Regions from separate parts of the Mus musculus genome. Here region 1 is linked to region 2. Evidence: chromatin contacts called from public Hi-C data. All regions are on one chromosome and are shown on one strand. Each heading gives the region's core, a stretch centred on a gene start, on an enhancer-like site or on the middle of the called end of the contact. The rest is flanking DNA. Distances are from core to core; before and after follow the strand shown. Region 1 has its middle 5.3 kb from the start of Gm36024. Region 2 has its middle 20 kb from the start of Gm534.

Region 1 (6,511 bases), core at 1,447-3,946, 87 kb before region 2:
CTTCAGTTTAAAAACCAGGGTTCAGCATGGCACGCTAGGTTTTGTGTGGATTAGACCTGCACAGCTGCCCTGGGCCCACTCTCAAAAGAACCTACACTTGATGCAGTATTCTGTAGACATCAGGTTGACATTCTCTATAAGCTATCCCTTGAACTTGTATTTCTAAAGCCAAAACAGGAACACATAATCGAACAGAGGCAGTGCTTACACCACAAGTGTCTTAAGTTTGTTGAGATTCTAGTTAAAAAGTTGCATTGGACAAGGTCAACCGTGGTCATGACAGATTGTCCTGAGTGCTCACTTATTACAGTCATGGATGTCCGAAAAACCGGTGAGAAGTAACCAGAGAGGTCATTGACCTGGTAGACTTTCCAGTGGGCCAGGATGGAATGGATGCAAATAACAGCAGAAACAAGAGCCACGAGAATCAGAGGGATGGGTGCTCCATTCCTGACTGTGCAAACAGAGGAAATTAATCTCCTGCCAGATCCAAGCTTATAACCCTTACTGAAACTAAAATGGATGCATTAAATCAGAGCATATGACTTCCTAATAGCAGTATGAAATACGCCGATGGAGAAGCTAGACGAGAACTAAGAACAACAGGGTAAACTAGCACACATGCATGAAGATGTCACAATGAAATCTACTGTTTCATATACTAACTTAAAAGAATAAAAAACAAAGGTGTCTAAGAAAGCTCTACAGCTCCCGCTCAGGAAAGATCTTTACAGTAAAGGTTTTTGGGTTGTTGTTTTGGTCTTTTGTTTGTTTACTTGTTTGTGAGACAAAGTTTCTCTATGTAGCCCTGGCTGGCCTAGAACTCACTCTGTAGACTAGGCTGGCCTTGAACTCAGAAATCTACCTGCCTCTGCTGGGATGAAAGGTGATTGCCGCTATCTCCAGGCTACAATAAAGTTTTAAATTATTTATTATTATTTATAATAATAATAATAATAAAATCAGAGCAATAACTTGATGGCTGAAAGACATGGACAGAATTCTGGACTGAAATGGGGTGAGCACAGAGATCTTTATGATGCTATAACCCTTCAGTGTTCTGCTGGAGACACTGTGGCTTGTGGAAGGTGTTCAGCTCAGCAAGGTCGTTGATAGACCCAAGAGGAAAGAAGGCAGGGAGAAATGACTCAAGACTAGATCTGAGACTGTGGCTCTATCCACTCTGTATGAGGAGTCCTTATCCACAGGGGAAATACATTGAGTGTACTGAATTACCGTGCCTGCCTAAACCAGCCACTTTAGTGGGCCTAATGTCATTTGCTCATATAAATGTTCCCTACCAATTCATTCCTTTTTCACAGTGGCCGAGGAAATGTACATTCATTGTTAAAACAAACAAAGAACCCTTCTGTGCTGCCTGACTTGCAAGTGATGCTGAGACCCTCCCAGGATACAGGCTCAGCAGAGAATATCCCTGCCCTTTATTTGGTTTGTGGGAAGGGAGTGGGAGGCTATTGTTTGGATCCAGGACTGGCAATGTACACTGGAACATTCCTTCTCCACCTAAGCCCTGAGACAACCGCAATCCAGGAAAGAGTTAAGTCAGAAAGAGGAAAATATCTCACCAGCATAGCTTTTAAACAAAAGACATGAAAATGGAGGCTCTCCGTATATGGAAAAATTTTCCCTTTTCATCCATATTGATAGCCAGAGGGGGTTATTATTGAGAATATGGGTAAAGTTACTGCCAGTTTTTGCTGCTACTCGTGTTTAAAAAGAAACTATGGAAACCGAGAGAAGGAATATTAATTAAGTTCAAATTTGGAATGTCTTTGCCAGGCGTGGATGAATGAATTCAATGAAGCAACCTGTTGGGTTGAAACTCAGTGTTTTGTTTGCAATTAAAAGAGTGCTGAACTTTTCATAGATTAACACTTTTTGCAGTAATCTTATTAAAAGGTTATTTCTTCATGAGATTAGTTCTGGAATGCATTTTTTTTCTATTTAAAGAACCAGTAGATATTTTCTCTCCACCCCCTCCCCCACAATTGTAAGTAGCTGCATTACTAAGTATGCCCCCCAATGTTTACAAATGTTAATACATTTACTTGCTAAAAATAACACCAAATGGCACAGACTAGCAAATCCTCAAACACCCCAGCCTTGGCATCTTCCCCCACCTCTAACTGAAGAAACTTGTTACCAGTCTGGTAGATCATTAAGAGATTTGATTTGCAAAAACTAACTTCTCTCACCTGGAAATCCAAGCAACCTACAAGTTACTGGACCTGTTTTAATTTTTTTTAAGAGCCTGTGGTTTGAATATATATATAAACTTTCTAAGGTCCTTGGATAGTTACATGGTCTAAGAGTTATTTATAGCCTGTGACTTTTCTAAGACTGTTTCCAGTACTGAAAGACAGAGGCCCAAGTGGATAACGCTAACGAACAAATCTGAAACGAGACAATTCTTCATTTAAATAAAGCTAGACTAGCTTCATTGGCCACCGCGGGGGGTGGGTGGGGGGTGGGGGGGTGTTAAAGGATGCCCCCACTTTACAATGTGAGTAAGTTGTGGCCGTCGTAGTTCTCTGATTAATTTGCTTCTTTCTGGTAGGGGGATAGCAATGCTGAGGCAAACACTGACGAAACTGGAAATCAGCTCTGTTTAGTAAATGGGAAGCCGCGTTCTAAACACAGACAGCATCCTAAGGGCTCTGCTCGCATGCTAAGCCGCGTGCCTGGCTGATGGGCCGCCGCAGCTGCGGAACAATGCACTTCTCATGGATGGTAGGAGGGAGGCAGTCTTGTTTCAAGTAATACTATTTCTGGGCGGTAATCCAAAATGCGCAGTAGGCAGAAGTTAAAAGGAAGCGCTTGCTTTTAGGTTTTTAAAATATATCCCTTAATCCAGGGTGATGATTGACAATCATGATTTAGAGTATGAGGGGCCGCTCTTTAATCCAGTAAGTTTGATGTTATTTGTGTATCTAGTAGGGCTTTTATTCCACTAAAACTAAGTGGAAGCCTGTGCAATTGATGCCGCATTTCAGAATTGATTCTTGGCCTGTGCTCTATTTACAGATTAGTAAGCACACAGGATCCGGCCTCCTCATCTTTTTGAAATTTAAAGGTCTTGAAAGGCACATTTACAATTAAAATGTTTCTTGCTGTGTACGAGTGTGACCAGGAAGTGACGTTTTTTTCCCCCCTGTGATTTAATTTTTTTTCCCTAAACCAGAAAAGAAGCAGTTTGTAAGATTTTCTAATACAATTATCAAATGGAGCCTTAACCATTCATTCTGTTTACAGGTGGCTGAAATATTGTCGCCGATGCCTCTGTGTAATTTGTTGGAAGCACATTTGAGACATGTTACTGAACGGTCCCCTAGCCTTTGTTCCCCCTGTAGATCTCCATGGACGCTTTTTCTGGAGACTAGATCACTGTGCAGCCATTGTGCGCCTATTGTTTTCATCAACTGGGGCAATACTCTTCATAAAAGGCCCACATGATGAAACCATCATCTCGGAATCAAGAAGTCCAAAACTAAGATATAAACAGAGGGATCAGAGTGAGGGGTGCACTCTACGGTAGGGATGGAACGTGCTTCTTGTCCCTCGAACTGTCCTTGCTGTCCTTTCTTCAATCCTGAATAAAACAAACTGGCCTTAGAAATGAGAGGAGGAAAGGAAAAGCCGGAGTGACAGAGTTTTGTCTGCATTCTGAGGTCTTTAATTGGGAAATTCTTAAAGTAGAACACATTCACTGCGAAGCGTTTGGAAACTATTGAAACAGAGAGAATGCTGTGATCCCTGGTTCAGAGCAAAGACAGTCTTTGTTATATTTGACTTGTTTCGTTGTAAGGTTCTGGACTTCAGGGCTAAAACACTTCCCAGGAGACATTGAAGCTTTGGAGTGGGGACCTGGGTGAGACAAAGGGCTATGGGTTTGCTTTGTGTGAGCAAAACTTTCTGTGATTAAAAAAAAAAAAGAGTAATGGGTCCTTTTTGTGTTTAGAATATACTCTAATGTGATAAGTGAATGTTTACAGTACTGCTGTCTGTTAACATTTCCAAAGGCTCTTTGGCGTGCGCACACGCGCGGGGTGTGTGTGTGGGTGTTTAGGGAATTGTGTATTTGGTATTTAAAGGCTAATAAAAAATTGACAGGGAAATCATGTCAGACTATCTGCTGGAAACCAGCTATCAGTCCATATCCTTCCAGCCTTTAGACTTTCAGGCTCTTGTCATGAGCGGCTGAGTACTCTTATTTTTTTTTTTTTTTAAAGATTTATTTATTTATTATATGTAAGTACACTGTAGCTGTCTTCAGACACTCCAGAAGAGGGCGTTAGATCTTGTTACAGATGGTTGTGAGCCACCATGTGGTTGCTGGGATTTGAACTCTGGACCTTCGGAAGAACAGTCGGGTGCTCTTACCCACTGAGCCATCTCGCCAGCCCCCTGAGTACTCTTATAAACTGCCACTTGCCTGAGCTGTGGCCGATTGATTCATGAGAACTGCGTAGAAAAGTCATCAAATCTTAATGAGGATTTCTGAGACCTGTGATAGGTGGAGCTAAATCTGAGCCCAAGGATTAAATCCAGACTCCTTAGACTGCCAGGGAACAGACAATGATGGCCTTCATCCCAGGAACCAGACCAGACAGGTGGCTTTTCCTTTGCCCAAAGGATTCTTTCTCCCCTGCCTTACACTCTTACTGCATCTTCCTTGAAGGTGTCTTAGTGTCATCTTTGCCTGCTAACTGTAGCCATTGACTCCTCCAAATTCACAACCTCTCCCTCTGCATACAACATACTCTCACTCTCTCACACACACAGCACACTCACATACACATAACACATATACACTCACACCCATATACACATATACATACACATATACACATACATACACACAACACACACAACACGCTCACACATATAACACACACATACATAGCACACACATTCTCACACACATACACACTTACACACACATACACACTCACACATATATACACACACTCATATACATACACTCACACACATACATACACATACACATCCTTACACACTCACACACACTCTCACACTCACACATATACTCACATGCACATATACTCACACACATGCACACTCACACACACAGTCGCATACCACTCACCCCTTCAGTTATCACCACCTCCAGACTCATTATTTGCTTACTGCCTGCCCTTCCGCTTTCCTGTGGGCTCTCACAGCCTAGCACGACTTTATGAAGTGATCTACTGACTATGTGAGTTGCTAACCAGATTAATAAATAAATGAATGGGTTTTCTTAATGAGATAATGGCAGGAAGTACTCAGAACCCTGCACACATCTAGCACAGAGTACTCAAACCTTTCTGACTCCTGAGGAAGACCCACCAAGTTTGTGGTCAGTGTTCTGATGAATTATGACTGTATTTTATCCACCTTTTACAGAAGCAGCAACTCTGAAGCTTGGAAAGAATAGCACTTGTCTAAAGACACATGATCAATATGCACAGGACAGACATTCAAACTTAAACCATCTCATTCCGAACCCATGTGTCTACCAAAACCAGACACTTCCCTTTCTCTAGCAGAAAGCTCATGGTCACTATATGAATAAGCGGGTTAGTGTGCTCCTCACATGAAAGAAATTATAATAAAAGGTAACAGTAGATGCTAGATGTATAGAAAATGCTCAACAAACAGTGATGTTGTTGGTATGTATGTATATATATATCGTATAGCCTACCCAGAAGCAACCAAACCTAATGAAATCAGTAAAAACCTGATTTATATAGGGGCTTGGTTGGGTTGATAGCTGAAAAAAGAAGTTTAATATCTATTTAGTAGGAATGGGTCATTCTTGCAAGGGTGCTGTTTTTTCTTCTTCCTTTTAAATTTTCTCTGAAGCCAGATGTGGTGGGGCATGTCTTTAATCCCAGCACACAGGAGGCAGAGGCAGGCAGATCTCTCTGAGTTCAAGGCCAACCTGGTCTACAGAGTGAGTTCAAGGATAGCCAGAAATACACACTGTCACCCTATCTCAAAATAAAATAAAAATAGGTAAGTAAATAAATGAATGAATTTTATTATTTCTAATATACTCGTGCCACAGATATTTGTCTATTTTTTTTCTGCCCAGTAGTTGCCCCTATATAAAGAGTGATGTTATTATAAAAGTACTGACAGATATCACCAGCACAAGATGAGTCACATAACACAGCAGCCTCAGCCTCAGGTTTGAATCCATTTACTGAACTACTACCGTGAGGTCCATCCTGAGAGGTAGGACCAGCTTCTCCTTAACTCTAGTGCGGGGTAAACTGGGAACCGCCACCAGGGCCCCTTAATCCCTTAGTGGAAGGCTGAGAGTCCTAGACAGCTATCTTGAGTCAGATCTCGAGGAAAACAGTCTGACCACAGGAAAATCAAACTAGAACAACTGGAGGAATGAGTGCTGGCAACAGAAACACCAGACAAAACTTCGTGTGTGGGGGAAGCCAGCCACAGAGGGATAAAATAAAGTCAAATTCAG
Region 2 (6,333 bases), core at 393-2,892:
TCAGCACCTGATGTGGCGTGTCAGCTCCTGATTTGTTGCTCGCTCATCACCTCATTACTACGCCCCAAGATGGGCAGTGACTAGGCGTGAGTTCACTCTCGCACTTGCACACAAGGCTTGTTTACTAGTTAGGCACAGCGGAAGCCAGCGCCTTCTTATAATGGCGATTGCTCGCGGCACGGCTCTCCACACCTTTGTGCACCTAACAGTGCTGGACCAGAGAGGTTGTCTCCTCGCAGGAAGAAAAAAAGAGACACAAGAAGGAGCCAGAGCAAGACATACAAGCCCCCAGTGTCCTACTCCCTCTAACTCAGGCCTCACTTCCTAGCCTCTTGATTTTTCCCAATGACACCATCAAAGTATGAATCCATCAATGGGTTAATAATCCATTCATGAAATCAGATCTCCTGCCCAATCCAATCAGAGGCAACCAGGCTGTAATCACATGAGCATTCAGGAGACTTTTCAGATTCAAGTAAAACTTGGCTCAAGGAGAAATGCCAAGAGAGCTGCTAGGCTCCACAGACAGTCTCATTATTGAGTGTGTGACAGTCTCATCATTGAGTGTCTGGCCGGATCATTTTTCCCAGGCTGGGTGCTGATGACAACATGTTCTGTTCTTCACTTGAAAGTCATTTGTGTTTGCATTCATTCAGAAGTGTTTATTGAACACCTACTTAGTACTAAGGGTTGTGCTGAGCACTGCCCTAGTTAAACCTAACCCCTAACCCTAGCTCTCTTTTCTTTGACACCACTATTTAACTGCTTTCTGCAGCTTGTTCAGTTGTCTTGATACTTGCCACTCAGTTTCTATTTATTTGGCTATTTATGTCTTTCTTTTCTCTTTTCTTTTTTCTTTTTTCTTTTTTCTCTTTTCTCTTTCCTTTTTTCTTTTTTCTTCTTTCTTCTTTCTTCGCTTTCGGGACAGTCTTGTGTATCTCAGGTTGAGCTCAAACTCACTATGTCTCTAAGACTGGCTTTGAGTTTGTGATTTTCCTGCCTTCATCTCAACTGGAAAAAAGTATAATAGGTCCTGTATCCATTTCATACATGGTCATACAGGCTCAAAAGCTTAAGCGACATGCTAAAGGTGACAGTTAGTTGAGGCTCAAAACTGACTTATGATGCTAGCTAGGCCTTGCCCCCTCCATCTCATTACAACCTTGACCCTGAACAACTCAGCTTTGTTTTGTGGGGTTTGTTTTGCTTTCTGATTACTTCTGCTATTCAGAGGTAAAAATCAAATTATTAACTTAAGTTAAATCAAATCCACTTTAAGCAGTGGGTAAAATATCAGGAAGATTAAAACTATTTAACAATAATAAAACATGCACAAAGCTTTCTGATTCTATCTTTCTGCCACACACTCAAAACACAGTCATGCAGTGTGGACGTTTTCACTTTTTTTTTCCCTTGGGTTAACTAGTCTAGGCAACAGCCCCCAACTTGGCCGCCATAAGTGCTGGAGAGTATCCAGCCCTCCCCATCTCTTGCCTTACCCTGCTTTAATTACTTCTTGGGGCTTCCTCATCAGCTGAGTTTGCATATAAAAGCTGAATGCCTGGCCCAGGGCCAGGGCTGCCTCGCAGACTAGGTGAAATGCTGAGTCGCCTTTGGAGGCCAAGAAACAAGACCCTCTTGTTACAACATCAGCCTCTCCCAGTGACAAGTCCCTGAAGAACACAGACCTTCTTCCTCTAACACAGCTGCCCGCCTTCCAGAAGCCAAATGGTTAAGCCTGAAGTAAACTGGATTACTTTTGGGGCAAGCTTCTCATTCACAAAATATATTTCTTTCAAATCTTCCAGCAGCTTCTTATTGGTTTGCGGCTTGTTGTTTTTTTTTTTTTTGTTGTTGTTGTTGTTGTTGCTTTTCCTTTTGTAGATAACCATAAATTCTTAAAAGAAACACGTTTGAAAACTCAAACTGTTTGGGTCTGTAAAATTAGGTCACCACTATCAGAATGTATGGAACCTTGTACTTAATGCAAGCGCTCTGCTTTCCTTTGTGAGCCATTGGTGGAAGCCAAGACTGGGGAGACAAATGTGGGAGAAGCACACTGTCGAGGTTAGGGACTTGTGGACTGGGTTGTTTGGAGGGACTGAAGGATTACAACCTAGAAAAAGGATTCCACACAATCGTTGTGGAAAAAGTTAAAACAAACCTGTTTTTTCCTCGGCCTTTGGACTGTCAAATCCTGGGCCTCTTTGTCACCCCACTGGTTTGACAATGTTCCTAAGAGAATCATTCTATTTGGGGATGTCTGAGGAGAAGGGGTCAAGGGAATCCAGTATGCTGGTCTCACCTTACATGCAAACTGAGCTCACAGAAAATTTGGGTCTGTACTCAACATGACTAAGATGTGCCCAAGCTGAGGCAGGGTTCACCAACACCAGAAATGAGAAGCTGAAATGTTGTGCTCAAGGATCCAGAGCATCCCTGCTTCCGGTGGGGGAGGGGGGGTTGGGGGTTGGGGTGGATCAGGTGACTTTGATGATTCCAAAGGTTTGATTCCTAAATGCCTTTGCTCTCCATCGCTACCCTGACTCTTTGGCTTACGTGAAGGCAGTGGCAAGCCCATAAGTGGCTACTGCTTGTACAACTTGGTTTCAGAGACAGGGGGAAGGTTGCACAGATCAGAAACACACAACTATAGCCTTGTTCTTTGGTTGAGGCTTCCTCCCCTAGTCACAAGCAACTAATGCCGAAGGGAGAGTCCACTAAATGTTACCAGTTATCTAGTATGAATACACTAAAGCAAAATAAGGATGTTGTGGGATTAGGAGTTTTGTGCTAGAATTTCCTGGATTTGGATCTCAGTGTGAAGTTCAGAAAAGCCTAGCCTAGGATACAAAGTGTGAATAAGAATGAGGCCTACCTCATAAGGTTACTGACAATCAAGCAGCATTCTGTGCTTAGACCAGTGGTTAGCAGATAGGAAGAGCTCAGCAAATAATCGCTGCTGTTCACTCCATGGTTTGAACGGTTTGATCTCACAGTTTCTTGAGAGTCAGTTTAGTGATATGCGGACAATGCGCAAGGAACGATTTTTTGCATTGGGGAGGGAGGTTCCTTGGGGGGTCAGGAATGGGAATTACTGGAGAAGAATGAAGACGACTGAAGCAGAGAGCTCAAGAAATCAGCGCTCCTATTCAGCAGTTTTGCTTGGGGACTCTAGGTCTGCCTAGTCCCCCGACTTCACACTTTTATTAGTAGAACCTAGATAGAAGTTTCTCACGAGACTCAGGTGCACAGGAGCCCACCAACTCCACAAACTCTAGGTTCTTCCTTTCCCAAATAGACATCAAGATAGATTCCTTCCAGTGGCCACAACTGCAATAGCTTAAGCTACTTCTTGAAAACCAACCACAGACTTTAAATTCCTCTAAAGACTAGGGATCCTAAAGGCTATCAAGCAAAGAAAGTGTCGTGGGAGCCACCTGGCTCGCTCCCTGGTACCTTCCACCAGGTTTTCCTGGTTAAGTAAAGACAGGCATCACTATTTTTACCTTCCTCATATCTGAACCTGGCTTCATCCAAACATAGAGGAAACTCATTACATGGCATCAGGGTAATCTTTGATGATGCCATCAGTAATTGTTCTGATAACCTGGGACATAAACTTGCTTTTAGCCTCTCCCCACCCTGATCCACTCAGCCTGCTCTCTGCCTCTGTGGGCTTTAAAAATTAATTTGGAGCACAGCGAGATCAGAGAAACAAGGGCATTAGATAGTGTCCTCTGAAATGGACTTCTTGTACTCCCAAAAACGTTCTTAGAAACACACGTGAATTTCTTTGCACTCAAATTAAGGAGGATTAAGGCAGCTAGACAGTTGCTGCCCAGTTCCCTTGGATCATGTGGCCGAGGCTGAAAAGCCTTAAGTTGCTGGCAGGAGCCTAAGTCAGCAGCCTGATCTCCAAATTAATTTTTGAATTAGATGATTGTCCCCTCCCCCTTTTCCTTCTAATTGAGACTTCCATTGAAAAGTGCTTAGCAAACAGATGGAAAGACCCAGAACAAAAGGCTGTTGTGAAAAAAAATAAAATAAAACAGAGGTCATTTGAAACAGTTTTAGGTTAGGACTGGAGGCCCAATTGAACCTTTCTTTTAATTATATTTTTAATAACTCTAAAAATGGATTAAAGTAGAGGGGAACCATCATAGAAGAAGCGAGAGAATGCTTGGAAACCACTTAGATCATCTCAAAATTCATTCTTGTAAGCTTCATGTCCTTCCAAGAACCCAGGACAAAGGCTCCAGGCAGAACACCTTTAGGTTTCATTTCTACAGCAATTAGAATGGCATCCTCTAGGCCTTAAACAGTATCCGGGCTGTCTATACACTCGTAGAAGATTCCTATAAGGTTAAATGCAATGATCATTTTAAAATGTAAAAAAAACAGAAAAGTCGAAGTTCTAGAGGGTGAGGCAGGCAAGTGTTAGCATCAACCACACTCTGAAAGAAAAGACATGTTGAATGTGAACCAACCAAACACTAGTGCACAGAGTGTGTAAGCACTGTGTGTAGAAACACTCCACAGTCCCAGCCCTCGGGAGGCCTAGCATGAGGCTTGTGATTTGGATGACTAGCTAAACTGCAAGACCTTCTCTCTACTACAATGAAAGAGCACTAATGACTTAGATTAAAAGTTCCACAAGGAAAAGAAATTGACATTAAAAAACAAATGCTTAGTTTGGATATTTCAAAATATTAAAATACCAGCTTGGTCCCTAAGACAGTTTTAAAGCCAATGGTACTGGTTGATAGAGAACTGAAAGTTTATCCAGTCTAGTTGATTTATCCCAGCTATTTCATGAGGCCAAACTCTCTAGCATATCAAGAGTTTGGACTTTTGTCACTTCAAGCACCCCTTAGTGGACTTGGAAGAGGAGAGGAAATGGATACAAGCCAATAGTAATGATCTAATAAGTCAATGTCCTTGTTTGTTGTTGACTCTGTGACTGTAGGGATGTAGGCCCTGCACACTCTCATCTTCAACTCTAGGAGAGGGGAAAAAGCCTAGGCAAGTATCATAATCATTACCACAGGTCTTACAGTAGAAGAGATGATGGCGGGGACTGGGGAAATCCCCCAGGGGTCAAGTCATGTTCTTACAGCAGCCATGGTGGACTGTTCAGAGTCCTCTGTGATTCCAGCTCCGTGGGATCTGACCCCTCCCTGGAGTTTACAGGTGCCTGCAGTCACATGTATACAAATATATGCATGGGTAAGTAACTCTTAAAAACAAAGCTGAGGAGACCATCCGCGCCAGCCTTCTGATGTGGAGAAGCACGTCTAAAGAAAACAGAGAGGCATCTCGTGTTTAAGGATGAGAGAGATGTGGGCAATAGAGAGAAGCAAGACTGTTGTGGGGAAAGAGACTGACCAGATGGCCTGTGACAGGTTCCACATACAACGTCCCCAAACCCCAGCATTCCCTTGTGTGTCGACTATTCTTGAATGCATTTTCTTGATTCAAGGTATTTTCTACTATTTCTGTATTTCTAAAGTGGGCACTCGACGGGTTTCCTATGGCTCACTGAATCATAAAAGCACATCTCAGGGCTCTGTAGCTATCATTGCCATACTCACATGGGCTTAAATTATACATTATAAACGTTTTACTAATGGAAAGTCATTGATGGGATGTACTGGAGAGAAGTCTTTGGAACCAACAGCTGAAGGTTAGAGCTGTTACCTAGAATACCCAGTCTAGTTCTGCTGAGGTTCTTTAAAACAAAATAAAAAATTTAAAAGCCTTAACATTACTTTTACATAGGTGTGTATGTGAGGGGTCCCACGTGCCATGGTATACACAAGGAGTCAGGTCTTTCCTTCAACCATATAAGTCCTGGGGGTTGAACTCTGACCATCAGCCTTGATGGCCAGCATGCTCTTTAACCTGCGGAGCCATCTCCCCTGCCCCTCTGTTAAAGCTACTTAATTTTGGTTTATAAAATGTTGACTATAAAGTCTTTAGTGGTTAACTTGTTCTCAAAATCCAAAAATCAAGCGAACAAAAAAAAAACCTTAGTGTTAAACAATTTTTCTTCTTTCTATATTGAAATTCTCTTTGTTAGTCTATCTATAAAAATGATAAGAAAGTAGATACTGACTGTAAATGAGTCAGTTGCGCTTTGGAAATTCCTTTATTCCAGAGAACCTCATTTTAGGCCTAGGGATGTATAATAAGGCATTTGGTAGAGTACTTGTTGACCATGCACAAGCCCTAGGTTTGATGGCCAGCACCTTATAACCAGGCATAGAGAACACCTATAACCCCCCTTCCCCATCTGAGGGGTAAAGGCAGGAAAATCAGAAATTCAAAGTT

What was found. Hi-C and Micro-C count contacts between places; a contact is called where the count stands out from the background.
Region 1: a Hi-C map of neural progenitor cells shows a contact between it and region 2, with 4 times the contacts expected there. The contact joins two enhancer-like sites. A contact is called at or near these places in 5 of 484 Hi-C or Micro-C datasets (cerebellar granule neurons, embryonic stem cells, nephron progenitors and 1 more) and 2 of 115 datasets of contacts at active chromatin or transcription factors (both in embryonic stem cells).

The regions. Positions count from the first base shown.
Region 1 is chr14:48,987,181-48,993,691 of GRCm38.p6, reverse strand. No RefSeq gene overlaps it. Among named protein-coding and RNA genes, the nearest start is that of Gm36024, 5.3 kb to the right of the region's middle. Within about 2 kb of position 2,696, at least 96 of the 459 cell types and tissues checked have an H3K27ac peak or open chromatin away from gene starts, as enhancers often do. A contact at or near this core is called in neural progenitor cells, where this site is marked.
Region 2 is chr14:48,898,945-48,905,277 of GRCm38.p6, reverse strand. No RefSeq gene overlaps it. Among named protein-coding and RNA genes, the nearest start is that of Gm534, 20 kb to the right of the region's middle. Within about 2 kb of position 1,642, at least 15 of the 459 cell types and tissues checked have an H3K27ac peak or open chromatin away from gene starts, as enhancers often do. A contact at or near this core is called in neural progenitor cells, where this site is marked.